Regions from separate parts of the Mus musculus genome. Here all the other regions are linked to region 1. A link is a contact called in public Hi-C and HiChIP or PLAC-seq data. All regions are on one chromosome and are shown on one strand. Each heading gives the region's core, a stretch centred on a gene start, on an enhancer-like site or on the middle of the called end of the contact. The rest is flanking DNA. Distances are from core to core; before and after follow the strand shown.

Region 1 (6,233 bases), core at 2,762-5,261:
TATTTCATGGTGGCCTTTAGTCCCTAACATCAAATACATCAGCAGTATCCTTACATGTTACCTAAGATACTATTTCTCTTATACCCCTTCTCAAACCACCACTGTTGCTTCTGCCCCCACTGCTGATCTACAATCTACCTCCCCCTAATGGTAAGTCAGATGGCCCATGCCTTTCCCCTGTGTGATAGTGGGGTACCAGCTTCTCACAGCCCATGGGTGTGGCCTCTGCCTCCCTTTCCTACCTCACTCTATTCCGCTCTGGAACTATCTCAGCAGGCTGCCACCCCACCCCTGATTCCAAGGGCACAGAAGGCTCATCCACCCTCTGTATGGCTAGCACATCTGAATGTGAGGTTTCTGATCAGTTGTCACCAGCCCTGGAGCCTCCTCAGCCACCTACCAAGCAAAAGTCTTCATCGTGGCCATTCCTGGACCCCCAGCTGTCTCTTCATCCCTACGTGATGCCTCCTGCATTTGAAATTGTTTTAAAAGATACAGTTTGGGAAGTGTCATTCTGGACATAAACTCTTTAAAGACAATGGACATATGTGTCTGGCCCATACCTCTCTCCCCTGTGCCTAGGATGGTACAATCCACAGAGCAGGCACAGGGATGAAAATACGTTATGTATGCTATAGACATCCGTGAAGTACTGGTGGATATGACAGACAGCTAAATAAAGGTGACATCTCCTATGTCCCTGGGGGACTCAGGCTCAGTCATTTTGTTCCATACTCCAAAGAGTAAACTTAGTGTTAACTGCTTCTTCTTTTCTAGTCATTCACATTGCCTTTCAGAGCCCGTGGGCGCCCTTCTAGGCCCCAAGTACTTTGAGAAATGGGCTCCCACCTCGAGAATGACAGGTTCCAGCTCTGTTCACTGGGGACAGACCCATCCCCAGAGTCCTGTGGGTTTGTCTGGGCACCGAAACGACAAGAAGGTCTCTGTTCCTGGTGGCTTTTGTCACTTTGTTTTCTTCGTGCTTGGTGGCTCGCTCCTACCTCACAGCCAATCACCGCACTGCCAAATGGTGCGAAAGATTTACCGGAATTTCGTTTTCAAATAAACCACAAGCTTGGATGAGCTAATGCTGTTCCACATAAAAAAGCCACAAAACTGGACAAATTCACGTTGTTTCAAGAAGAGAAACTTGTCGAAGCCATCGGCTTTGCCTGTCTCAAATGACTGCCCCGAGACCTACACGCAAGAGGTCCTTCCTGTAGGAGCCCAGTGCACAGAGACCAGGAAGCCTCTTTCTGTCACCATTGCTTCCCAGCTAAAAGTGTTTCTGTCAAGGTCACATCCTCACACCAAGCACCCACGGGTGGCAATATTCCATTCCATTCTGTCAGCACCACAGGTCTCTCTTCTACAAATGTTGACTGCCCGTGGCACAGGCTCCAACCCAGAAAGTCCTCCATGGAAGCTCAGCAGAATCGCCCAGTGCAGGAACACGAGCCGGCCCTGATCCTCAGCAGCAGAGGCAAGACAGTGTCTCGGACAGGGCTGTCAAGACCAGAGTCCTAGACTTCACTGCTTCACGACGTTGATATCACAAACAGATTGTAAGCCTGCCAAGAACATGGTTCTCTCAGCCTTAATATGGAGACAGCAGGAAACCAAAGGTGTCATTGTAAGATGAAGCCCAAGCAAATGGATAAGGTCCTATAGCTCTGTGCCCTGTGCATAGTGAGTATTCCTAAGTGTGAACATTATGTGGAATGATGATTATGATGGTGGTAGTGGTGGTGATGGTGGTGATGGTGTTGATGATGGTGCTGCTGATGGTGGTGGTAGTGGTCATGGTGATGGTTGTGGTGGTAAATTCAGGCATGCAGCTACCCCAACTCCTCCTACATCACTGCTAAAGCAGTGGTTCTCAGCCTTCTTAATGTTTCAACCCATTACGTCAGCTCCTCATGCTGTGGTGACCACCAACCATAAAGTTATTCTGTTGCTACCTCATAACAGTAATTTCACTACTGTTATGAACTGGAATCTCTGACATGCAGGATATCTGATCTCTAACCCCCTAAGGGGTCAGGACCCACAGGTTGAGAACTGCTGATCTAGTGCTAAAGGGCTAAAGGACCAGTCTGAGGAGTGTGCCCTGGACTTCTGTGGTCAGCTGAACAGAAATCAGTCGCCACAGCAGAAGCTAAATGAGTTCCCAGTAAGGAATCTAAGAACAGCCCCATCTTCTCTCCTTCCTTCCCAGCCAACGCCAGAATAGGTGGGTTTACAAAGTTCGTGACAGATTAGAATCGGTGAACTTAGCTACTTGCTCTTATATTACATCGTCAGGACTGGTAGATATCTGTGATCTGGGGATTGAAACTCGGCCACACGTGGGATACGGAACTCCAGAATTCATTCAGCACATGGAATCGGTACTCTGTGATGAAGAGAAATTTTTGTAGCTCTAAAAAGCTGTTTCTGATGAGTCGTAAACCTGCTTGTATATTCTAACACAATTGCTAGTGGCGAAAACTAAGCTGACGGTAAAGATGGTGGGTGGGGACAGTTTAAAAGTGCCCCCAATCCTAAATACTTCACAAGTTTCACCTTGGTCTTCAAAACCACCCTGTGTGGGAGGGGCTCTCGGTGTCCCATGTCACAGACAAGGACCCACACAAAATGCTAACTGCACTCCAGGATCAGAGTCAGTATAAGTAGCGGATGAGGAACCCTCTCCAGGCACCTGGGCCTTCCTTGACCTCTGGTTATGCTGATCCCAGGAGGGAGGGCTCAGCTATCAGAAAGTGTGTACACTGAATAAAACATTTCTGACTACTTAGTTTCTTTACTCATTGCTGGAACGGAGCGCTTGACAAAGGCACCTTAAAGGGGGAAGGAATTGCTTTGAATCACGGTTTGAAGATAGCGTCCATGGCTGTAGGAGCTGGAGGCAGCCGCTCTCCGGGCGTCTGCAGTCAGGAATCACAGAGAGATGGAAGCTAGTGCTCGGCTTGCTTTCTCCTTGTTATTCAGTCTGGGCCCCAGCCCATGGGATGGTTCTGTTCGGTTGGGGTAGATCTTTCCTGTCAATGAATCCTGTCTGGAAATTTCCTCATAGCATGCCCAGAAGTTTGTCTCCTATGTGATTTTACAGCTTCCCCCTTTGATAATATTAACTACCACAAGGTTCATCAGGCAAGTCACCCTGAACACACCGACCTGCCGCAACATCAAACACATCTGACCAGCTTCATAAGAGGCCCCACATGCCCTTCCAGATTTTCAGGGGCTTACAGAAGAGAGACTGGGAAGATGCTGGCTTCATGACGACACATGGAAAAGCGTGATGGTGTGGGGAGAGGGCTGTCACAAGAAAGCATTTGCTGATATAAATTTATAAATTTTCAAAATGATATGTACTTTCCTGTGTGTTTTGTAGGGTGCGTGTGCCTCAGTGAACACAAGGAGCAATTTTCAGAGCCAGTTCTCCCTCCCCGCCATGATGGTTACTAACATCAACCGGACAGACTGTGGACTCCCTTAGGAGACAAACTTCAGGGATTGAATTCTGTTTTTATTTTTACCTCACAACACAAACATAAGATATCTCCCCACCCTTTGATAAAGCAAACCTTCTGACCTCTTAGTTGGTATTAACAGGTCCCTTTCCCGACCCACCCTAGGATGCACTTCACCAGTTTAGGGTTGAATGATATTCAGCAAAAATTCTCTCTCATTCCGAAGACTTTTCCTTCATCTCCACTCTCCTGGACCTTGGCGGGGCCTGGTAAAGCCCTGAGGCTCTAAGGATCCCTTAGTAGGTCAGCCACAGTTCAAACCGTGTCCTCATTAAGTGCACAGCTGGGCTTCCCACCAGAAAGCCTCCCTAGTCAGCCCTTGGGAAGCCCCAGGGAACCTGCATTTCAGACCCCAAGGTAGTGCCTCCCCGACTAGCTTTCCATGTTTTACTCCAGGTTTGGATGAAGCAATACAAGGGAGAAATCCATTCTTTCTGCTCCCTCACTCTGACCGTGACTCATTACTTAGCACAGACCAAATGGTTCCCCACCTCCCAGGGAGGAGGCTCGGAGCCCGGAGCCCGTTACATAAGTGGCTTCCACAGCTGCTGCTGGTAATTGAAAGTGAAGCTCTTCTGATGTGGGGCCTGCTGGGAGTGGTGTGACTCTTTCCTCACCCCGTGATACCATCTTTATGGGAGAGGCTCCCAGAGCCAGGGTGTGGTGTGTGTCGGGAGTGTCCTGCACAGTAGGCCTAACTTCTGAATAGCTTGTGCTTTCTCCCTTGTTAAAACATGGCCCTTCCACGTCGTCTCTGATCTTAATCTCCCAAATGAGCTGGAGCTGAGCTTCACGAGGCAGGATTTGCCTGGCTCTGCAAAGCTCAGGAGGAAATGTGGCTTGGGGTTTCTATGCCCAGAGACCCACCCAAGAAGGACCACCCAGGAACACCGTCTCTGGGCAAGGAATTGCAAGAGCTGTGCTTACGTAAAAATCTCAGAAGAGGGATCCCGGACATCAGAGCTGACTTGCAAGGCCCAGGGCAAAGGAGACTAGTTTGATCTGATTCTGGAGGAAAGTGACTAAATGGCTCTTGAAAAAAACCTAGGGATCCTGTCTAGACTCCCCCACCCCCACCCCAATCCTGGCTTCCCTACTGACACTGCCAGGGAATTGCTTTTAAGGAGTTATGGGAAGCCAAACATACCCCGATATATGTCCACTTCCAGGACCTATTTAATGCAGAGATGGTGAGGCTTGCAAGACCCTTACATGGAAATGCATGCCCACAGGGGAAGTCTGCCCAGACTGAAGGTTAGCTAAGGTCAGGTGCCAGTTCTGGTTCCCCAGCAAAACCCTGTTTCACTGGACCTCAGTGTACACTTCAGCTGAACTGCAGGATTGTTGCGCGCACTCAACAGGCCAGGAAGAACGACGCTGCTACAGGATCCTTCTGCACACGTTTATTCAGTCCTGTTTCTTCTTTCTCCATATATCTCCCCTGTTTATATCTCCCCTGTTTATATCTCCCCTGTTTATATCTCCCCCGAACCCTGGGCCTCTCACTCTTTTATACTCTCAGTTCCCATCCACGCACCAGCAGGCCACGCCACCTCACCAGGGTCACGCAGCTTCAGCTAATCAGGGCAGCAGGGGCAAATCTCCATCAGACTGGATTCACCTGTATCCTGGTACACCTGCCCAGCACTCAAGATGTTTGTGTCTTATATGAGGAAGTCAGGTGCAAGTCATATGACTTAGCTGCAGTCCCTGGCGCCTTTGGGACTGCCGCCACACCCGCTCCCCACAATTCCCCCTTTTTTCTTTTTTGGCAGAGAGAATGTCTGTAGATAGCCCCCCGCAGCCATGCCCCTTACCCGTCCTTGGGTGACAAACAGCATTGGTTTGATCCCTGTCTTAGGTTGGTGACATGCCCAGGGAGTCTTATCACTGACTACCTCTCTATCATGCCAAGCCACACCTGGGGAGATTGTGTTTTGCTTGTGGCAGGTGCATCAAAAGGCCAGGATGTTGATTAATCTATGGCCAGATCTTAATTGCTGCAAGCAAGCCTCATGGGTGAAGGTAGAGGTCTGATCCCCAGTGTGCAAGCATAGGGGCCCTACACAAAACCATCCCTTAGGCTCATCACCCAGAGAGGTCTTGGCCAGCTCCCGTGTCGTTTTTCCTAGGGGAAGGGAACTAGGACACTGAACCTTCATGCAATCAGACGTGCCTTCCACAGGATGCCAACAGCAAGCTATCCTCTGTGCAGTGCTTAGCCTCGCACCCCACGGCATAACGCAGCATAATTTCTTTTAGAGCGGCAAACCGAATCTGAGGAGATTGTCCCGCCTCCACTGCAGCAAAAGCCTATGCTACCATGGCGAAAGTGCGGACCGCACACTCTGCACCTAACACATGTGCCCAACACAAAACACACACACACTATAACAAGCACACATCCCAGGGCTCTCATCCCCGCTCATCTTCCCTGAAGCAAGGGATAGATGGCCAGCGGGGCTATCTCTTTAAGGGGAATTCAGGGATCAAAAAGCGTGGAAAAATTTGAATGTCATGTCGAGCTGGTATCGGCTTCTGGAATACCGAAAGGATCTCTCATCTCGGCTCCATCGTTTGTGCTTGTGGGAATATCCACCACATCCACAGGGGCAACTGGATCAGGAGCCTCATTCTTGCAGCGTCTCACCAATCTCTCCGGCACGAAAAGAGGTTCTGTCTGGTCCTGTGGAAACA
Region 2 (6,233 bases), core at 1,832-4,331, 230 kb before region 1:
ATTGCTAGATATAACTGGGAAGAGGGCATGTTAATTGGGAAGATGTCCTCATAAGATTGACCTGCAGACAAGTCTGTGGGGGCATTGTCCTCATCAGTGACAGATGTGGGAGGGCCAAACCTGTTGTGGATGGTGCCTCTGTTGGGTCACGTAAGAAAGTGGGCTGAGCAAGCTGTTAAGCAGCTTTCTTCCATGCCTCTACTTCAGTTCCTGCCTCCAGGTTCCTGCCTTGAGTTCCTGCCCTGACTTCCCTTACGGATAGATCAGACAGTTGTAAGATGACATAAACCCTTGTCTCCCCAAGTTACTTTTGTTCATGGTGTTTTGTCAGAGCAACAGAAAAGCAACTAACACACCACCTCTCCAGCCCTTTGGCACATCACTTGTAAAGTCACTTGTACTTGTTTTACATGTGCTTATGGGTCTTTGAGATATACTTTTATACGTCAGAAAATTCTGAAATTGGCTAAGTACTGAGACCTTTCCTTCTGGTCACTGTGTTAGCTCCTTAGCTGTTACTCACCTTCCTTTCAGGAAACTGTTGAGCCTCTTCTTAGGTAATTTTAAAATTCAGTTGTGGAAAATTCGAATCCCTATGGCGGTTGGGTTTTTATTTTCCTTTAGTCAGAAAAGGAAAAAGAAGGAAAGAGAAGAAAAGAAATTAGTTCAGAAATAGAATCACTGCTTGCCTTTCAGTGAGAGACTCATCACTACATTTGAGAGAAGGAATGAAAGGGCAGTTAACAGAAGCGTCTTCAGCCACATCCAAAGCATACTGTGTGTACAGAAGAGAGATGGACCCGGAAATAGACACAATGTGCCCGGGACAGGAAGCAGGAAGTGCGGAGGAAAAGTCTGCGGAGGAAGTTACCATGAGCCCGGCCATCACCATCATGCGTCCCATCCTCAGGTTCCTGCAGTTACTGTGTGAGAATCATAACCGGGAGCTTCAGGTACTTCCTGTGCCATGTGTGTGTATGCATGTGTGTGTATGTGTGTGTATGCGTGTGTGTGTGTGTGTGTGTGTGTGTGTGTGTGTGCACGAGCACACACATCTCTGTGTGTGTGCAAATGCTGAGGCCTTAGGCTCTGAGTAGCCCAATTCAAGGGAAGCTAATATGTAGTTTTGATGGGAATTCTAGAGGAATCAACAAAGACACCAAAGCCCAGTTGAGATTGAAGGAATAAACCCAAGAGAAAAGTGCTTATACATTAAAATCCAAAACCCCCAGATCTACACACTGTCTTCCTGTGGTCCAGATCTCGAATCTTCCCGCCCAGTGAACACCATCTACTCTTCCTCCGTGGTGTTTGTTCAGAGAGATCATCTTTGTCTCCTCTGCCTTTCACAGCTTTAGACTCGGGTATTTATGTCTCTCCCAATCCATAGTTGTTGAGTACAATATTAAGTATATTTGACATTTCGTTAGGAACAAAGTAATATGAGAAATTTTGTAAAATAAATGTTATATATTTTTAAATTATTTACTTTACATCCTGTTTACTGCCCCCTCCCAGCAACCCCCTCCTACAATCCTTTCCCCCTCACCCCTACCCTTCTCCTCTGGGTCAGTGGCAACCCCCAGGTATCCCCTCATCCTGGCACCTCGAGTCTCTGTGGGGCTAAGCATCTCCTCTCAAGGAATTTTTTATGATAGTGAAAGTTACTTCGCAAATTAATATAGTCCACATCACGATATCTCCACCACCACATTTCCTCTCAGATGGATGGACTAGGGCTGCCTTCAAACTTTGACTACCTCTCTGGCGTTTTTGTATGCCCCGCCTATGGCAGACACCATGGCAAAGGCACACGGAGAGAGCAATTGTGATTGGCCTGGTTGAGGGAGCATGGAATGCTCCCCTGAAGAGTTTGCCTCCAAGATAGACACTCGCCCTTGCCAGCCAGCTTCGCAGTGCCACTGTAGCTAGCATAGCCGGGAAACGGTTTTATTAATGAATTACAGTGACTGGTGGAGGTTTCCACAGTGGGTCCTGCCTAGGATTAGAATAGGGTCCATGTTGATGAGATGTTCCCGAATGAATGGTGGGGGAATGTGGCTCATTGGGACGAGCTGACCGCAGCTTAGATCTAGCTTCTGTAGGGTGTGCCTGCCAGCTAGTTCTCATCAATAGACCCTGACAGTGTGGGGCGTGGATGAGCAAAATAGATAGAATAATATCTGGCTTTCTGTTAACCATGAAAGTGTGGCTCAAGCACTCCCTTAGAGAACCTTTTCTTTCACAGTAGCGGTAAGAAGAACAAATAGCAAAAAATCAAAATAAATAAATAGATAGCTACAAATGCATTAAAACAAGAACCCTCTCTCCCTCTATTTCTCTTTGGGTTCTTTCCCTAGCCTTAGTCCCCAAAGGAAGTGCACCAATAACAGTTTTTTTTCTAGAAAATTCTGTGCACATATAAACATCAGTTTGTGCCTATAAGCCTAATTTCTGTTCAAGAGAATATACGTTCTATAGTGTCTGCTTTTTCGTTTAGTCATTTTTTTTAACATTACTATAGTACTTATTGCTTGGTAATGCTTATCACACACATGGAAGCATTTCCTAAGAGCCACACCCATCACACTGCCAGCAGGGGTAAGGCTCCAGCTTTTGCTAGCCCCTGTCTGTGCTAACCGGCAGTGAGCAGTGAATCTCTTTAGTGTGCAGGTGCAGAGATGGAGGACTGCTTGCCGAAATGCTTGAGAGAGCTTTCATGTTGCTCCTCCTATGATCCTACCCCGACTGCACCGTGACAGGCAGGCTTGTCAGGGATGCTTCGCATGGAAGTTGGACTCCGCCTCCACGAACAGTCTGTTTCCCTTCTCCTTTCTCCTTCTCACACTTGTTTCTGCCCTCTGTAGATTTCCAGTGAGGACAGCAGGGCAGTGTTTAGTGTGACTTGTTTGGCTGAATACTTTTGCTAGGTCTCGAAGGGGAGGGCATCAACGTTTAAACATTATTCAATTTTAAATTATTTTAAAGTTATCTTGAAAAACAATGAGTCTCATTATGGCATTTTCATGCACATCATTATGCTTAGTCATAGTCACACCCATTATGCCCCTCATTACTTCTCTCTTCTGCTGGTCACCTTCCTGCCCCCAGTTGTCTCACTGTCTTATAAAGAATAATTGAATTCTATACTGGCAAGGAATCTCTCTCTCTCTCTCTCTCTCTCTCTCTCTCTCCCTCTCCCTCTCCCTCTTTCTTTCTCTGTCTCTTACACACACACACACACACACACACACACACACACACCCACCCACACACACACAGAAGCTAAACCTGACCCTTTTCCCCCGTGTTTTGCTTTCAGTCCTTCAGCTGTATTTGATTTCCCCTTGCAGAACTTCTTGAGGAACCAGAACAACAAAACAAACTACAACCTTGTCTGTGAAACGCTTCAGTTCCTGGACTGTATCTGCGGAAGTACCACAGGGGGTCTAGGCCTGCTGGGGCTCTACATCAATGAGAGGAATGTAGCTCTGGTCAACCAGACTCTGGAGAGCTTGACCGAGTACTGCCAAGGCCCGTGCCACGAGAACCAGGTAACCAGAGAGTAGCGCTGCCTGAGCCATGACTCAGAAGCAGCATGCCGGGTGAGGCACAGAGCCCACCTCACATGCTGGTGAAGCCTCGTTGCTTGTTCTGCTTGGTGTGGCTGCTTTTCTCAAAGAACATACAAAGGCCGAGGTGTAGACTAGCACATAGTAGGCTACATTTTAAATTGCATTATAAAAGAAAGTTCCCGTGAAAATATTTAAGATAAAAAGAGTTACTGAAAGAAGGGTAAGATTGTATTTCTTCCCAATGTTGAGTTTTTCTCTGTATCTCCAGCTGTGTGGAGTTAACTCGCTGTGGCTTTGGCTCCAATGCAGTGTGTACATGTTGTGGGGTATAATATCCATGTTACACATATGCTTGGTTAGCTTATGAAGTGGGTCTCATGGCTGTCATCTTGCTGATAAACAGCTTCAGACTCAGAGATCAGCTCAGAGATGGCAGCACTCTGAGACACTGCAAAAACAGAAAAGCTACAGACTTTCAGAACCCAAACAATGAGCCATTTTGATTTCGGTGCACATGCACATGTGAGAGACCCGACGTTCATCCTGGTCCCCAGAGTGTTTTGCTTTGCTCTAAGGACACACTGTGGGAGATGACAGGACAGGAGATGTAGGGAAGAAAGGCATCTTGTAATGTTTCTTACCAGTGTTTAGTATTCAGAAAACACCTGGAGCGGGCAAGGTTCAGGGGCAGAGGCTCCATGTCATACATTTCTGGACATAAAATTTAAAGGTGTGATTGATACCAAACATCAATGGTTGCTCTAGGAAGAAGATGTGAAAAAGTCAGCTTTTCTATTGCAGATCATATGACTGTCCACACACACACATGCAGTGCCTGTGTACACACATATACACGATATACACACACCTGTGTGTTCATTTGATGCAAACACATTGACCGTTATCATAACGGTATTGTTTTCTTCTCTGTGTTTATGACAGTGAGTTTGTACATGTTTTCCCTTTATTTTCAAGATCACATTTTAGTTTCCTACAATGATAAAGGTATCCCTGACAGTTGATTTAAAGCCGAGGTAAAGTGCACAAATTCAGAGGTCGGGTTGGCTGGTAAAATTCTACTCTAAAATAAAAAATATGCACATACATGTTTCTTTCATATTTTACCATTTTTGTGAAAAATCTGCCAGAACCTCCCCTACTTTGTGGTGGAACTGAGTTTCGAAAGTCCTGAATCCAAGTAAGTTCTCCAAGGATACACTTGTAATAAGATAGCATGCCTTACCTGGATAACTCCCTATGCTCTGAAAATGCACAGAAGGGCTTTAAGAAAGTTCTAGAAATGATTTGAAATAGATTCCCTTTGGGTTTTGCAGATGTTCTTATGAGCAGAAAAGCCTCAGGACATTGCCAGTGTTGCACAGGAACACACCTTTCCTCTGCACAGATGTCCTTGTATAAAGAAGAGATAGGAGGCCCAGGCCAAGCTGCTCTGTTGGCTAGGGCTGCCGTTTCTTGTGTGACTCCTCAGGGTTTTAGATTCTTGAGCTGCTTGGGTGGCTTGGTAGCCTGGTCCCATGAATGTGGCCTTCAAGCTGCTTCCAACCAACGAAGCTCAAAATCCTGGCACACTGGATCTTCACCCTCAGAGCAGGCATATCGCTCTCTCTGGGCATGTTTGTACTTTGCTCAGCCACATCCCTCCAAGAATCCTATGAGCTTTCCCACCGCCTAGCATACGCAGAAGTCAATGCTCTGTGTTTTGTGAAATCCATATACAAATCTCCTCCCTCCTCGTGTTTTTAGGTTGATCATACCTTAAAACTCAGATTAAAGATCTCCTTTTGTATTGGTGGGTCTGCTGAGATTTAATGCCTGGAAGAGTTTTAGTTTACCTGCTCATCTTTGAAATTCTGCTGTGCTTTTCACAGTGTAATAGTATTCTGCACCCGGAGACATTTACCAATACCAGTCAATCAACAGACCCTAGCCAAAAAATCTAATTCAAATCTCCAACATTGTTTGTACACAGTATTAAAGTTCAAGCCTTATTACTACTTCCAGTGTTGTGTCAAAAATAGCATGTTCTTTTACAAGTGTCTCTTTTTCTAGACCTGTATCGCCACTCACGAATCCAATGGGATTGATATCATCATCGCCTTGATTCTGAATGACATCAACCCCCTGGGCAAGTACAGAATGGACTTGGTGTTGCAGCTGAAGGTAGTGTGACTTGCACTGGCCATGTACACCTTCTGGTCACAGTGAATTCTAAGTTGTCAAGTGACTGTACAAAACAAGATGCCACCATTGTCTCAGGTGGTGAACAGGAAAGAGGAGTGAACTTACAAGGCCCTTGCTGTGTGCCAGGGAAAGCAGGGTCCACCTGCAGGCCGCAGTCATGTGATGTGAGGCTCTAGGCTAGAGATGTTGAAGCAGCCCCTAACCTGGCCAACTGTTTTTATTTCCTATTGTTTCATTATAGGCAGCGGTGAAAGGGTCTGAATATACTTTATCATAAAAGTCTTGGTGAGATCAGGGATACAAGGCACATACCTAAACACAATAAGGACAATATATATGCCAGCCAATAGCCAACATTGAATTAAATGGAGAGAAACTTAAAGCAATTCCATTATTCAGGGACAAAAGAAGGCCGCCCACTCTCTCCATATCTACCCAATTTAGTACTTGAAGTTT
Region 3 (6,233 bases), core at 2,679-5,178, 190 kb before region 1:
GCACGACATGTATGTGAGCAAAACGCTCGTGCACATAAAATAAAATAAGCCTACGTTTTAAAAGTCAAGGCTCTTGGAGTTAGGTCCTTTTTGTCTTTTGGAGACTTTCCCAGGTGTGACTTGGATTTCACAATTCAGTTTGCTAGACTGTTCACCAAGAGACACTAGGTGAGTGGAGCTGCTCAAAGGCTCCTTTGGGTATAAGATGATGTCACGCAGGTTTAGATTCCTAAGACACTGGCGTTCTTTAGAATTTTACCACATAGAACTCAGCAGAAAAACTGGGCATCCATTATATGTAGAATATTCAGAAATTTTTATTTGAGATATTTGAAAAATAATTTATCCATATTAATTGAATAATAAACTCAAATTAATTAAAAAATCAATTGACTAACAGACTGAAACTCTAGGATCTGTGTTTTGTGGCAAACATTTTATTTATTTGTTTACCTATTTATTACAAAAATAAAACTTAAAATAATTACCAGTGGGCATGGTATTTTAAGTCTTAGAAGCAGTTGATCACAAGGATATTGTCTCAGTGATTCTGTGGACTTGTAGATAGAGAGGAGTGGGAACAGCACAGGTGTCTACAGTTCACGATCATGGGATTGCCCAGTAAAATTCCCATCACAGCCTCCTCCACTGTGGAGTATTGCCCAAGAGGAGGAAAGTGAGAACTCAGGAGGGACACAATCCCAGACAACAGAGGGCCCAGACAGAGGTATGACATAGATCCAAAAAGTACACGATTTTCCCTGTCATAAACCTCACCCTACTGACTCTGATATTTTGTCTTTAAATTTTTAATTATGATTTTTAATTATGTGTATGTGCCTTTGCTTATTGTGGTCTTTTACACATGCGTATAGTACCTGCAAAGGCTGAAAGGTGTCATATGCCCTGGATTTGGAGTTACAGCAATGGTCACCTACTTGATGTGGGTGCCGGGAACTGAGCTGGGCCCTCTGCAAAAACAGTGCATGTCCTAACTGCTGAGCCATCTCTCCAGCCCCAAACTCTAGCATTTTCGTCTTTTAGGTTGTTTCGTTTGAAATAGGGTTTCATGTAGCCCAGGGTGGCTTCAAACTCACTCTGTAGCTTAGGCTGACCTTCAGCTACTGGTCTTCCCGCTTCCACCTCCCAAATGCTAGGGTTATGAACAAACACCACCATGTCCATCCCATTCTGTATTTCAATCCTATGTCAAGACATTACAAGATGAATGGTAGACAAGACCCAAAGGAGCCACAAAGCGTCCAATGTAGGCTGATAATGTAGCTCCTCTAAACCACTTGCATTACAAATTTCCACAGCTATTTAGATGTGGAAAGAACTGAGTTTCTGTTAAATACTGGTAGATACATTTATTAACTCCTTTCTGATGACAGGCATTTTCCCTTTCTGGAAATACTCAGCAAATTATTGACTTCTTACTGTGGACTTTTCTCCCGTGGCTTCAAAACCAGAACATAATTAGAAACATTCAAATTAAAAGTGTAGATAATACTATAGCATTTTTAAAAAGTGGGGTCTCACTGCATAACCGAGGCTGGCCTCAGACTCCCATGTTGCTATCAAACTTGTAGGCATCCTTCTGCCTCAGCCTCTCAGTGGATGCTGAGACTGCAGGCCTGGGAAACCATTATGTCTCTCTGGTTCCCATGCATGCTGAGCTGCAGTGCTGAGACTGCGGTTTCCAGGTAACTGCACCTGTAAAAGTCTTTCCAGTAGATATATACCTGAGTCTGCCCTCCTGGCTTTTATGAAATTACATCGTGAGGATAAGACCATCCTACCCATCAGTATTATCAGTCCTCCAGTGAGTGGGGCCCGTGAACCATTTGCCACGTTCCCCTAATTTGCATGGTCCAGAATCTAGGGATTTACTGTAGAATCACCTTTGCTCACACTCTTGAAGGATAAAAAAGGAACTAAGAAAAATGCCTTTACCATCTGGTCTTATAATATGCTTTCTAAGTAAGTCACGGTTTCTTCAGACGCACTTCTGTGACCAGTCACAATCGCATTGCCCATACTGTTAGCTCGGCAGGGCTCCTGTGTTGACGGCAGCATATACTGGCCATTCTCACCCCTGTTCTTGTTGCTTCCTAGACAACCCCGCCCTGTTCTGGTTCTCCAGGCACATCTCACTCTGGGGGAGCATCTCCTTCAACCTGGCTGTGTTCATCAACCTGGCTGTGGCTCTCTTCTACCCATTCGGGGATGACGGTGATGAAGGCAAGTGCTTGTCTTTCTGCAAAAGATGGATGCCTGGGGAAAAAAAATCACAAAAAAATTCTCAAATTGCATTCCTTAAGTCTCTAGAGCTTCAAAACAAAGAAGCTTAGTTCTCAATGAATATTTTTTCTGTATTCATTGAGAGTGTAGAGGTAGTAAGTAGAGTAGACTGAAAACCGTGGCCAGTAGAAATGTTGTTTTACAGAAATTTCATGAATGTGTAACTACTGGGGGGATTATGTTGCTTCCACATAATTAGAGTGATCAAACATACTTTATTCTGCGTTATCGCAGTTATGTAAGTGAGAGCCTGATGCGCAAGTATTTTGATGAAAGGATCACAATTATATTTTACTTTCTGTCTTGTCTGGGTGTTTTGTAGTAAGCATACCCACAAAATACATGTTTTGATTCTATAATACTGTACATTTATAACACTAATAATCTCATCCTTAGAAACACACAGCCTACAATATACTGAAATGGTGGACAATGAAGGATATTGACTATGAAATTGGTATCATTAATCTGGTAGTGCATGAGCTTTTACAAAAGCAAAGACAGGAATTTGAAGTGAAGCATGAAATTCCATAAGAATTGGGTGGGGTTTTTGAATATTGTTCAGGTTTAGCAAATTGCTTGAGAACAATCTGTTACAGGTATGAGGTACAACCTGGAGAGTAACTTTGGAATGGGTAGAAGAATGGGTGGGAGGCAAACATGAGAGAAATAAGCAAATAATAGCTTTGGAGTGACCCTGGGGCACATAGGGTTGGTGAGATGCTGTCAGCAGAGCATTAGCAGTTCCTGACTGTTGGACCAAGAGTGGTTGTTAGAAGGTGAATACTGTCACTGCCATCCTGAGGGAGACATGAGAGATGGTACCATAACAGCAACAGCTATGTAAGCAAATCTCAGAGGAACTGGAGACAATGAGGAGAGATGGGAGCCCAAGAACAACTGACCGTTTTCCAGTCTTTGTCAGATCCCATGGGCATCAAAGCCTTCATCTTAGCTGCAGTTTGAGCTGGCATAGTTGAGCTTGTTGTGTTTCTGAGTGCACAGCAGGGATGGGGGAATTGTGAACAGTAGAGCAGGCAAGTCACTGCATAGCAGGAGAACGGCAACGAATGCATGCATCCATCATGTGGGCAGAAGTGGGGATGCCTTTCTCTCCCCTTGATCTGGTCTTACTTTGGTGATGAGCTCTTAGTACAGAGGATCACAGATCTTGAGGGTAAGAACCCATCACAAAATGATCAGTTACTATCTCCTGTGCTCAGACCACTGAGGTTACATGGCAGAGCCCCAGTAAAGAGAAATACAGTCTTTAAGATGGAGACAGACCTGGACATCATCTAATATCAACCTTTCATTTGACATACAGAGCCATGAAAACCCAGTGAAGACCTTCAGCCCCTAAAAGAAGCAGATATAACAAACATGAGGCTGGAAGACACAGATCCCTAGGCCATGTAGAGCCTGGTTACTGGGAACAAGTGTAAACATCACTCTTGAAAAAGATTTTTGAGTCAATAATAGTAGCAAGATGGAGGCTCAGTCCTAGGATGCCAGAGTGTGGGTGCTTCTTAGGGAAGGCAGAGCATACACATAGGGCACCATAAAACCCCATGATGAGTCTGAGTCACATGACTACAGTCTGTGTGAGTCAGCTCATGACAACTTTATGACTAAGGTTAAAGTCTTGATCAAAGTCACCACAACCTCTAAGTCTTGACCACACACTGCATATATGGGCAGAGTGGGCAGATATGCGTGGCCACATTGTGCAGAAGAAAACTGCTGTGTGCTGGTGACAGTTCTTGATGCTGGAGTTTTTCAAACAGGCTAAGCACCTGTTCTTTAGGCTTAATTCAAAACTGTGTAAAGACAGGGCGAATGTAAATCAAAGTTCTCCTAGTAAGTGCCTTGGAGTGATGGGGGCAGACAACACGATAGGCTCCAACTGGAAAGGACTTCAGCAGACAGATCTGAGAACGTTTTGAAAAAAAAAAGATCGACAGTCGTATACTATAAAGCATAGAATAAAACCAACCTGGGGTCTGTATGAATAGGGAAAAGATGATGTTCTTTTTGCTACTGTCCCAGTTAAGAAAGTTGAAGAGTGATAGAAATTGTATGTCACCGTTTGGCTAGTCATAATACTCAATGAATGCTCAAAACAAGGGGTGACTATGAAGAAAAAACACAAGAGCGTTGTACTTTAAGAATCTGCCCGTGATATTCTTAAGCAGTAACAATGGGGAGAGGAGTAACTGTAAAACAGAGAAACCACTCAACAATCGTGAGTGATACCCAGGGAAGGCAATCGTGAAAGCACCCAGCAAATTCAGGTCAGACAGACGTCTGTTAACGTGGGCTGTACTGTCCACCCCTACTACAATCTGCTTCAGAGTCACCGAGCCATCATGGCAAGGGGCCAGCAGAGGCAGGTTGCTTTCCTCCTCCAGACATAGTGAATGGTGAGGTGTCAACCATGCTCTCGGAAGCAACTCAGGCTCAACTGTCTCGTACACACGTGGGTTACCATGTTGGAGAACAACATCCTTCAATCATGAGGATGGTGTGCAGTGACTCAAGGAAGATGTTTCAGGGGAGATGTTGCTCAGATGACCACCCTGAGAGACACCATCCACGTCTACTGGAGCTTTAACTGCTAGGCTTCTGTGGAATTTGTTTATGCTAGGGATGGTTCCGGCCATGCCAACTGAATTGTCCTGGCAAAGTAGTCAGTGTTTTTTTTTTTTTTAATCCCAAGATAAACAAGATTTTTAAACCTAGAGGGAGTTCTTCTTTCCTCCCCACATTTTGAATGTACTTCTTCCTCACAAGCATGTTTGCTGAGGAAAATAAGGTTCTTCAAGGTGATTTCAACTCCCTCAGTTTCACAAGTGTTGTTGGGTACCACTGTGCAGTCGGCATAATGCTAGGCTGAGAGACCCTAAGATTAGTAAAGCTGTTTTACCTCAGAGATCTCAAGGTCTAGTTAAAGGACCAAGAGATGAGAAAGACGCAAGACCAATGATGACCAGTGGATTTATGGATGGATGTTGACTTGATCTGGACCTGGGTGTAGGAAGCAGGAGTCTAATGAGCCTGCCCAGGAAGCAGAGGGTTGGGGAGAGCCTAGAGTAAGAAGCAGCCATGCTGGACAGGAAGCCACAGACAAATCATCATGAGACCAAGCTGAGTTCCAAGATGACTGACATTGAATTTTCTTTTATAAAGGACCAACTTCTTACTTCTGAGATCTTCAAAAGTATAGAGGAATTTCTAAAGACATCATCCCAGTAAATATAAGATATGCTTATTATGTGAAATTAATAGAAATATGCAAAACATTAAAGAAAAAGATTCCCACCTGATGGCTAAGGATTGGCTTTAGTGATTTATATTGCTTTTGCTTTTTATTACAGTTACTTGTTTGTTTGAGAGACAGGGTTTCACTGAGTAACCCAGGTTGGCCTAAAATTCACTTTGTAGCTCAGCCTGGTGTTGAACTCAGAGCAATCCTCCTGCTTCAGCTTGCCATGTGTTTAGATACAGGCATGAGTTACCACACTCCACTGAGACTAGCTTTGAAAAATGTTAGACCTGTCTCTAGAGTGACAAAGAGGTTATGTTGTTGTTTGTTGTTGTTGTTGGAGGAGGAGGAGGAGAGGTTGTGTTGTTGTTGTTTGTTTATCTGTTTCCCCAAAGCATGACTCATCAGATTGGAACTAACCTGATGGCTCACAGAGTTTGGATGCCCAGATCTCCTGTAGAAAGCCAGGTATAGCTGCACAACCTGAGTGTTAATAAATATTTAGCCACTTGTTCACTATGAAGTCCCCAGAGCATATTTTGTCTACTTGATAAACAAGTATTGATTGATTGTTGCAAAACACAGTGTGTCAGGGTAGGGCTGCCCCACACATTTGTAGATTTTGTGTTTTAATGGAGACCCGAGAGTCATCACAAACACTGGA
Region 4 (6,233 bases), core at 1,205-3,704, 130 kb before region 1:
TCTCACGATAAATATGACAGTAAACAAGATTACCATAAAAAATAAAGAAAACCATTCACACCAAGCATGGTTTCCTGGCTTACATTCCTGGCTAGGGTGCTCACAGTGTCACCACTTCCTGCTCAGGGTCTGCCCATTGTGTGCCCCCTGGATTGCTGGCCACTGCCACCTCATCTTTCATTATCTCACTCAGGTAGAAGAGCCGGCAGCAGCATCCTGTGTGAGCCTTTGTAACAGCAGAGCTGCCTTTGCCGATGGTATCTATGCCTTTAACGAGTCGAGAGATTTACCCAGTTTAGTTTCCCGCAGCAAATCATTGGGGAGCCAGAGTGACAGCTCAGCCAATAAAAGGTTCATTTTGCAAGCAAGAGGACCTGAGTGTGATTCCCAGAATCTGCATCTTAAAAGCCAGGCGTGGTGGTGCATAAGCGTAGTCCCATCACTGGAGAGTGAAAACAGCTGGTCACTGTGACCTGCTGGCCAGCCAACCCTGATTACCCCGTGACCTCTAGGCCAATGGGGGACACTGTCTCAAAACAAAATCCAAACCCAAGGCAGATGGCACCTGAGGAATGATGGCTCAAGGTGACCTCTTGTGTGCACACACCTACGTGAACTCCTACCCACACACTTGTACACCCCCATGCACGAGCATGCACACACACACACACAAGGCAATTCTTTATTACATCTTAATTTCTAGAACAAGCACATGTGGGTTGGTTTCAATGAGAATGGTCCCCAGAGGTTCATATATTTAAATACTTGGCCCCTGATTGGTGGAACTGTTTGGGAAGGATTAGAAGGTGTGGCCTTATTGGAGAAGGTGCGTCACTAGGGTGGGCTTTGATAATTCAGAAAGACTGAATCTATTCCCATAAACCATATTAAATGCTTTCTTTTATAAGTTGCCTTGGCTGTGGTATTTTGGCACAGTAGTAGAAACTAAGTAATAAGACACTGAAACAAAATTTTATTTTAAGACATAAAACATTATAAATTTACATATGGAGGTAAACAAGAGCAAGCAGCTCGACATGTTAGTTTGAGGCATTTACTTAACAAGCATCTCCTTTTGTCCTGACTTTGAGGATGAAGTATGACATTGAAAAAAACGTAAGTCTGAGAGATGGGGAGATGGCTCAGTAGTTAAATCACTCACCACCAAAACAAGAAGATCTGAATTCAGATCCCCAGAATTCATGTAAATGATATGTGGGCATCCTGACCCAGGTGGCCCACCTGCAATTTTCAGCCTCAAGAGATGGAGACATGGACCATGCAGGCTAGGAAGGACAGCTCGCATCAGTGAGCTCTGGGTTTAAGAGATCTTGCCTTAAAACATAAGGTGGAAAAGCAATAGAGGTAGATTTAACATTCAACGTAGGGTGTACCTGCTTGTGTGCACCAGTACACACACACACATACACACACACACGAGCTTACACATGTGCATGCTGCACAGGTATATACCATACACATAAAGAGGAAAAAAAGGAAAAATATAAGTAAAAATGGCTTTGACTTTCATAAAATAAAAGATTCATCTTATTAAAGCTTCAGCAGCCACTTCTTAAAGCTCTGCATGCATTGGGGATATTCCATGTTCTACACAAGTAAAAACATTTTAGCTACCCATGCTTTGGCTCTTATCAAGTTTCTAGTTACATCTCATTTTTTGTGGTGGTGGTGGTATTCTGAGTTCCTCTCACTGGCATGAAGATGGTTTGTCTGGCTTAAAAAGAGCCCGTGTGAACCTTGTCAGAGAGACCTGAAATAAAGCTGTGGCGTGCCCTTGTGTTCACACTAAGTCAGGTTGATCTCTGTGTGCCTCAGCTCACAATTCACACTCCTCACTATCACTCCCAAGCGACACCAGATATCTGTAGTCAGAGCACTGCCTTGCTAAAAATAGAACACAGTGATACCCAGGTACCACCCAGGGAGGCCGCCTCGCAAAGCGACAGATGGCCTCTCTGGAACAGCACCATGCCACAGGCTCTCTCAGGTGACAGAGTGCAGATCTCGTGCCAGCCCTTGCCAGCTCTGATCCTAGATGCTATCGGGCACACAGAATGAAATGGATAGGCATCCCCTAGCCAGACTTGGAAAGCAGCATGTAGAGATGCCAGAGTGTCCTTGATTCAGCAAGGCAAGTGATCATTTCCAGCTAGTACACAGCCGGCCATTGTATTTCCCGCCTCTGAGGAGCCAGGATACATCCAGAAAGTTGCTTAATGAGCAGAGGTTGGGCGCGGGGGAGCTAACTGGCTGGCTGTGTGATGTGCATGTTTAGTGGAACAGTCGGGGATGTGTTGCTGTGACCTTGTTATTCAGCACAGGTTCCTGCTAGCAAGTAGATGAGGCCAGGAGGACGAGCATCTTGGCCATACCATGTGCTAGCTCTGAGGTTACTGGAAATCATTGAACCTGCCTTGGCCTTGTTGTGAAACCTAGTTCATCCAGTCACTTGTTTACCAACCACATGACTTGCATTATGTTGGGCACCTGCCCTGGAACAACAGTAACTAAGGTCACATGCCCTTTCTACAGCCATCACAACACACTGAGATCCTATACAATAGGCTGCCACTAAAGCAAATGGGGATAACAGGAGGGACAGGAGGTTCTGTTTCAAGTGGGTTGGTAGGTAGAAGGTTTACATTGTATGTGACATCAACTATGTGTGCCCTGTGAAACCCCACTTTGCAAGAAAGTGGAAGTCTCTTTGGTAAGTTCTTTCTAACTTTATTGCTTAATCTGATGGTGTACATTAAAATAGTTTGTTTTGTTTACACACTGGTCTTATTAAAATGTTGCACATAATATAGTTCGTTTTGCAAGGCAAATCTTCCTTTCAGTGTGCCTAATGAATCTGCTACTCAAAGAATCCCATAATGGTAGTTTAGGGGTGTTCTGCCAAGCGTGTATGAAGCCCTAGGTTTGGGCCCCCAGAGTATACAGGAAAGAAGGAAGGAAAGGGGGGAAAAGGAGAAGAAAAATGGAAAGGAAGGGAAAAGGAAGAGACTTTATATCAAGCTGCCCTAAATATAACTGTATCTTAGGTCACCATAATAAAGTTATCATTATTCCTGAACTCGTTGGTAACTGTTGCCACCTATATGGTGACAAGCTGGGTCATCACGGAGTCTTCACCAGATCTTTAAGGGAACCGAAAAGGAATTAGGAGGCAATGGGGCAAGGTGGGAGTAAAGGTTATTCTGAAGAGCGGAAAAGAGGAGTTCCATGTGCAATAGAATCTATACGCTCTGATGAGGGACCAAGACATAGCCTTCTCTGTGATGATACTGAGCAGGTCAAGGACCAAGCCTTAGCCTTTTGCTAGATGATGCTGAGCAGACAAGAGGGCTTTAGCCCATCTACCCAGTGTCCAACTCAGCCAAATGTGAGGCTCATGGCACTGTGTGGGATAAACAAGCATGCTAATTATTTTAAAAAGGAAGGAAAGAAGAAAGAAAAGACTGAAACATTAATTTAAAAACTCATTCTATGTGTATGGATGTCTTATCAGCATATATGTCTAGCATTGAATGTGTGCCTGGTGACTATGAGCTCAGGAGAGGATGTCAACTCCCTTGGAACTGGAGTTACAGGTGTTTATCAGCCACCAAATGAGCACCTGGGAACTGATCCAGGGTCTCCTGGAAGATCAGCAAATGCTCTTAACTGCTGAGCCATCTCTCCAGGCCTGCAAAATATTAACTTTTGAAGCACTAACTACAATGTCTTTTATAAAATATTGATGGGGATCACACAAAGATGAGGCCAATTCCAGTAAAACTGAGCCAGAGAAGTGCCCTCGCCTGCCCAGTAAGGCACTCTGGCTGGGGAGCAGGAGAAAAAAGTGAGTTGCATGGGGCCTAGGAAGTCTTGGCTGCAAACACTGGTGACACAATCCCTTTTCCATTCTGATGACAAATTTTAAATTCTAATAAATCCTATTTGTGAGGCCACTAAAGAGACCTGTCAGCTCAGAAGTAGCTATGCATTCACAGTCTTCCTACAGAAGCCACAAACTGGGCCAAAGTGCAGGCATCTCCGAGAATCTAATTTCCAAGTGTGATGTAGTGCCAGAGCCATACATGGCTCCAAGAGATGGCTCTGAGTGTCCGGCACTCTTCCCTGTGTGACTGGAATCCTCTCAGAGCTCAGACCCATTTGACTTGGTGATTGCAAGTAGCTCTTTGAGAACTCTCTGGGTGTCATGACCAGTGAAGGAGGAAGCCCAGGGGATCCCCCAGTATGTGTGCCCCTGGACAAATCCTCGGCACTCTTCTAAAGCAATCCTCCCAATGTGTGAATAGGTCAGGCCTGCTGACTGTTCAGAAAACCCTCTTTCCTTCCGAAGCTTAATCAGAAAACCCTTATGAAGAATGGGGATATAAATAGAATCCTTGAACCCCATAGTGGGTTTCTCAAGAGTAGATTTTGAAAGTGTGGCAATGAGGAATTTGTTTTCAAAACTTTTTATTTTTTTAAAACAAAACAAAACTATCTAGGGGACACAGAAGAAATGACTGGTCTCATCCTGAATTAGCTAGCAGAGGGTGGAGCCTGGTAGATAGGGAGCCCTCTGAAAGTCCCAAGTTGCAAGTGGCACAGGGAAATTGCAAAGGACATGTCAGCGTGACTCCTTGTTCATGTCTCTGAAAATGTGTTAATTTGGGGAATGTCATAACCCCATGAGGTGGTGACAGAGCATACCTCCCACTCTCTGGGTACTTTGCCATAACCATATGGTGACACATGACACACCTAGACTGCCTGTGCCAACTCTGCCCACTCCTCCTCCCACCCCCCAGAAGCAGAGTGTGAACACAAGCTTTCTTCCCCCACTCTCCCCACACCATCTTCTTCCAGCGTGTTCTTAAATCCATAGGAAGCATGCAGGCTGGGTGTTACTTACCTACTGTCAGAACGATCAAATACTTCTTGAGGGGTAAAAGTGGGAGTCACAGACTGCATCTCCAGCCATTGCCAGCTTTCTTAGCTCTGCAATCAGAGTCCTCTATCCAGGGGCTGTGGTTTTTACCTTGGTTACTGTTCATGTGGGGCAGGTAGTGACTGGAATGGGAGAAAGGCAAGGGCTGAGCAGGCTGGTTATCTGCCTCCCCTGTCTTTCTTCAGAAAGAAATGAGAAAGATAAAGATACACACAATCTGTCTGCCTTGCCGTGTGTGTGTGTGTGTGTGTGTGTGTGTGTGTGTGCTTGCACACGCCTGTGTGAGCACCTGCTGTGCTTTAGTTTTAGAGGAGTACCAGCATCATCAATGTGTATAATACTGAAAATTGAGTCCTGACAAGGACATGGCAAACACACATAGATAACTGGTTTACTCCTCAAAGCTCTGGCAGGCTGATGGATGGATTCCAATTGATCTTAACTTGTCAGGCAGAGTAGGTGAGGATGCAAGAGACCTCAGAAAGCCCACAACCCAATAGCATCTTGTCCCTGTTCAGGATTCAAGAAGAGAACATGTAAAATAAGAAGCACCTGTCCAGGGAGCATTGCACAAGGGAGACCTTGTGGGATCATGTCTGAGCTACAGTAGCTACAGCTGTGTGTGTCCCATCCTCTGTGGCTGTCTGCAACATGGCCATTTATTAGCTCCTATCTCTGGGTCTCAGACCGGCAAACACAAGCCAAGGAAGTGTCCAGGTAACTCGGTGACCAGAATCACCTGCCTTCATATCTTTACCCTCCCTCCCACAAATGTTCTTTCCTTCATGCCCGTACAGGAGCTGGCACAGACAGAGTTGGTGAACTAGTGACTACTCAAATGCCAGCTGGCCAGTTTCTACCCCAGCTTGTGAATCGTGGTTCGCTATGGGTACAGCCACCCCTAGGAAACACAAACCCCACAAGTCATGGGAGAGGACCCCCAGTAAGACATCCAACTTGAGCTATTCTTTAAGGCTACCTACATTCCAAATGACTGACTGTAAATTTTGGGGCTGCCTCCATTTGGTCAAGTTTAGTAATTTGCTATAACTACTCAAAGAACGTAAAACCTACTATTCTGACTATTGACTGGATCCAAATAAGGAGGGCAGCCATGTAGAAGTACACATGGGTACAGTCTGAGGAAGCACAGAGCATCCAACCCTCTCTGCATATTGCCTTTCATCACCCAGCACAGTTTTACCAGAGTGTTTGTGCTTAGAACTGATTGGATCACTGGCCACAGGATTGAACTTGGTCATTAGCCCAG

The links. A called contact is a pair of places that touch in the nucleus more often than the background predicts. HiChIP or PLAC-seq counts read pairs in DNA pulled down with a chosen protein or histone mark.
Region 2: a Hi-C map of bone marrow-derived macrophages shows a contact between it and region 1, with 23 read pairs. The contact joins two enhancer-like sites. A contact is called at or near these places in 2 of 15 datasets of contacts at CTCF or cohesin (the NIH/3T3 cell line and pro-B cells), 1 of 484 Hi-C or Micro-C datasets (bone marrow-derived macrophages) and 1 of 9 other capture datasets (embryonic stem cells).
Region 3: a contact with region 1 is called in an HNF4G HiChIP or PLAC-seq map of pancreatic cancer cells. The contact joins two enhancer-like sites. A contact is called at or near these places in 1 of 15 datasets of contacts at CTCF or cohesin (the NIH/3T3 cell line), 2 of 484 Hi-C or Micro-C datasets (the N1E-115 cell line and bone marrow-derived macrophages) and 3 of 115 datasets of contacts at active chromatin or transcription factors (CD8 T cells, microglia and pancreatic cancer cells).
Region 4: a Hi-C map of the N1E-115 cell line shows a contact between it and region 1, with 4 times the contacts expected there. The contact joins two enhancer-like sites. A contact is called at or near these places in 1 of 15 datasets of contacts at CTCF or cohesin (the NIH/3T3 cell line), 3 of 484 Hi-C or Micro-C datasets (the N1E-115 cell line, muscle stem cells and myocytes) and 1 of 115 datasets of contacts at active chromatin or transcription factors (embryonic fibroblasts).

Annotation. Positions count from the first base shown.
Region 1 is chr6:145,996,674-146,002,906 of GRCm38.p6, reverse strand. The region is part of intron 2 of Gm32838 (a long non-coding RNA gene); the gene reads right to left. Gm32914 (a long non-coding RNA gene) reads left to right here. Exons shown (of 4, transcript XR_869600.1): 4 at 274-3,371. Among named protein-coding and RNA genes, the nearest start is that of Gm32914, 14 kb to the left of the region's middle. Within about 2 kb of position 4,011, at least 162 of the 459 cell types and tissues checked have an H3K27ac peak or open chromatin away from gene starts, as enhancers often do. A contact at or near this core is called in the N1E-115 cell line, bone marrow-derived macrophages and pancreatic cancer cells, where this site is marked.
Region 2 is chr6:146,227,014-146,233,246 of GRCm38.p6, reverse strand. It overlaps Itpr2 (inositol 1,4,5-triphosphate receptor 2), which reads left to right. Exons shown (of 57, transcript NM_019923.4): 41 at 697-953; 42 at 3,354-3,554; 43 at 5,646-5,756. Gm35596 (a long non-coding RNA gene) reads right to left here. Exons shown (of 5, transcript XR_378174.4): 3 at 4,217-4,336; 4 at 524-618. Among named protein-coding and RNA genes, the nearest start is that of Gm35596, 10 kb to the right of the region's middle. Within about 2 kb of position 3,081, at least 26 of the 459 cell types and tissues checked have an H3K27ac peak or open chromatin away from gene starts, as enhancers often do. A contact at or near this core is called in bone marrow-derived macrophages, where this site is marked.
Region 3 is chr6:146,183,451-146,189,683 of GRCm38.p6, reverse strand. It overlaps Itpr2 (inositol 1,4,5-triphosphate receptor 2), which reads left to right. Exons shown (of 57, transcript NM_019923.4): 48 at 2,119-2,244. Gm35768 (a long non-coding RNA gene) reads right to left here. Exons shown (of 5, transcript XR_003956373.1): 5 at 418-2,277. Among named protein-coding and RNA genes, the nearest start is that of Gm35707, 11 kb to the left of the region's middle. Within about 2 kb of position 3,928, at least 44 of the 459 cell types and tissues checked have an H3K27ac peak or open chromatin away from gene starts, as enhancers often do. A contact at or near this core is called in bone marrow-derived macrophages and pancreatic cancer cells, where this site is marked.
Region 4 is chr6:146,123,267-146,129,499 of GRCm38.p6, reverse strand. The region is part of intron 55 of Itpr2 (inositol 1,4,5-triphosphate receptor 2); the gene reads left to right. Among named protein-coding and RNA genes, the nearest start is that of Gm35768, 18 kb to the left of the region's middle. Within about 2 kb of position 2,454, at least 29 of the 459 cell types and tissues checked have an H3K27ac peak or open chromatin away from gene starts, as enhancers often do. A contact at or near this core is called in the N1E-115 cell line, where this site is marked.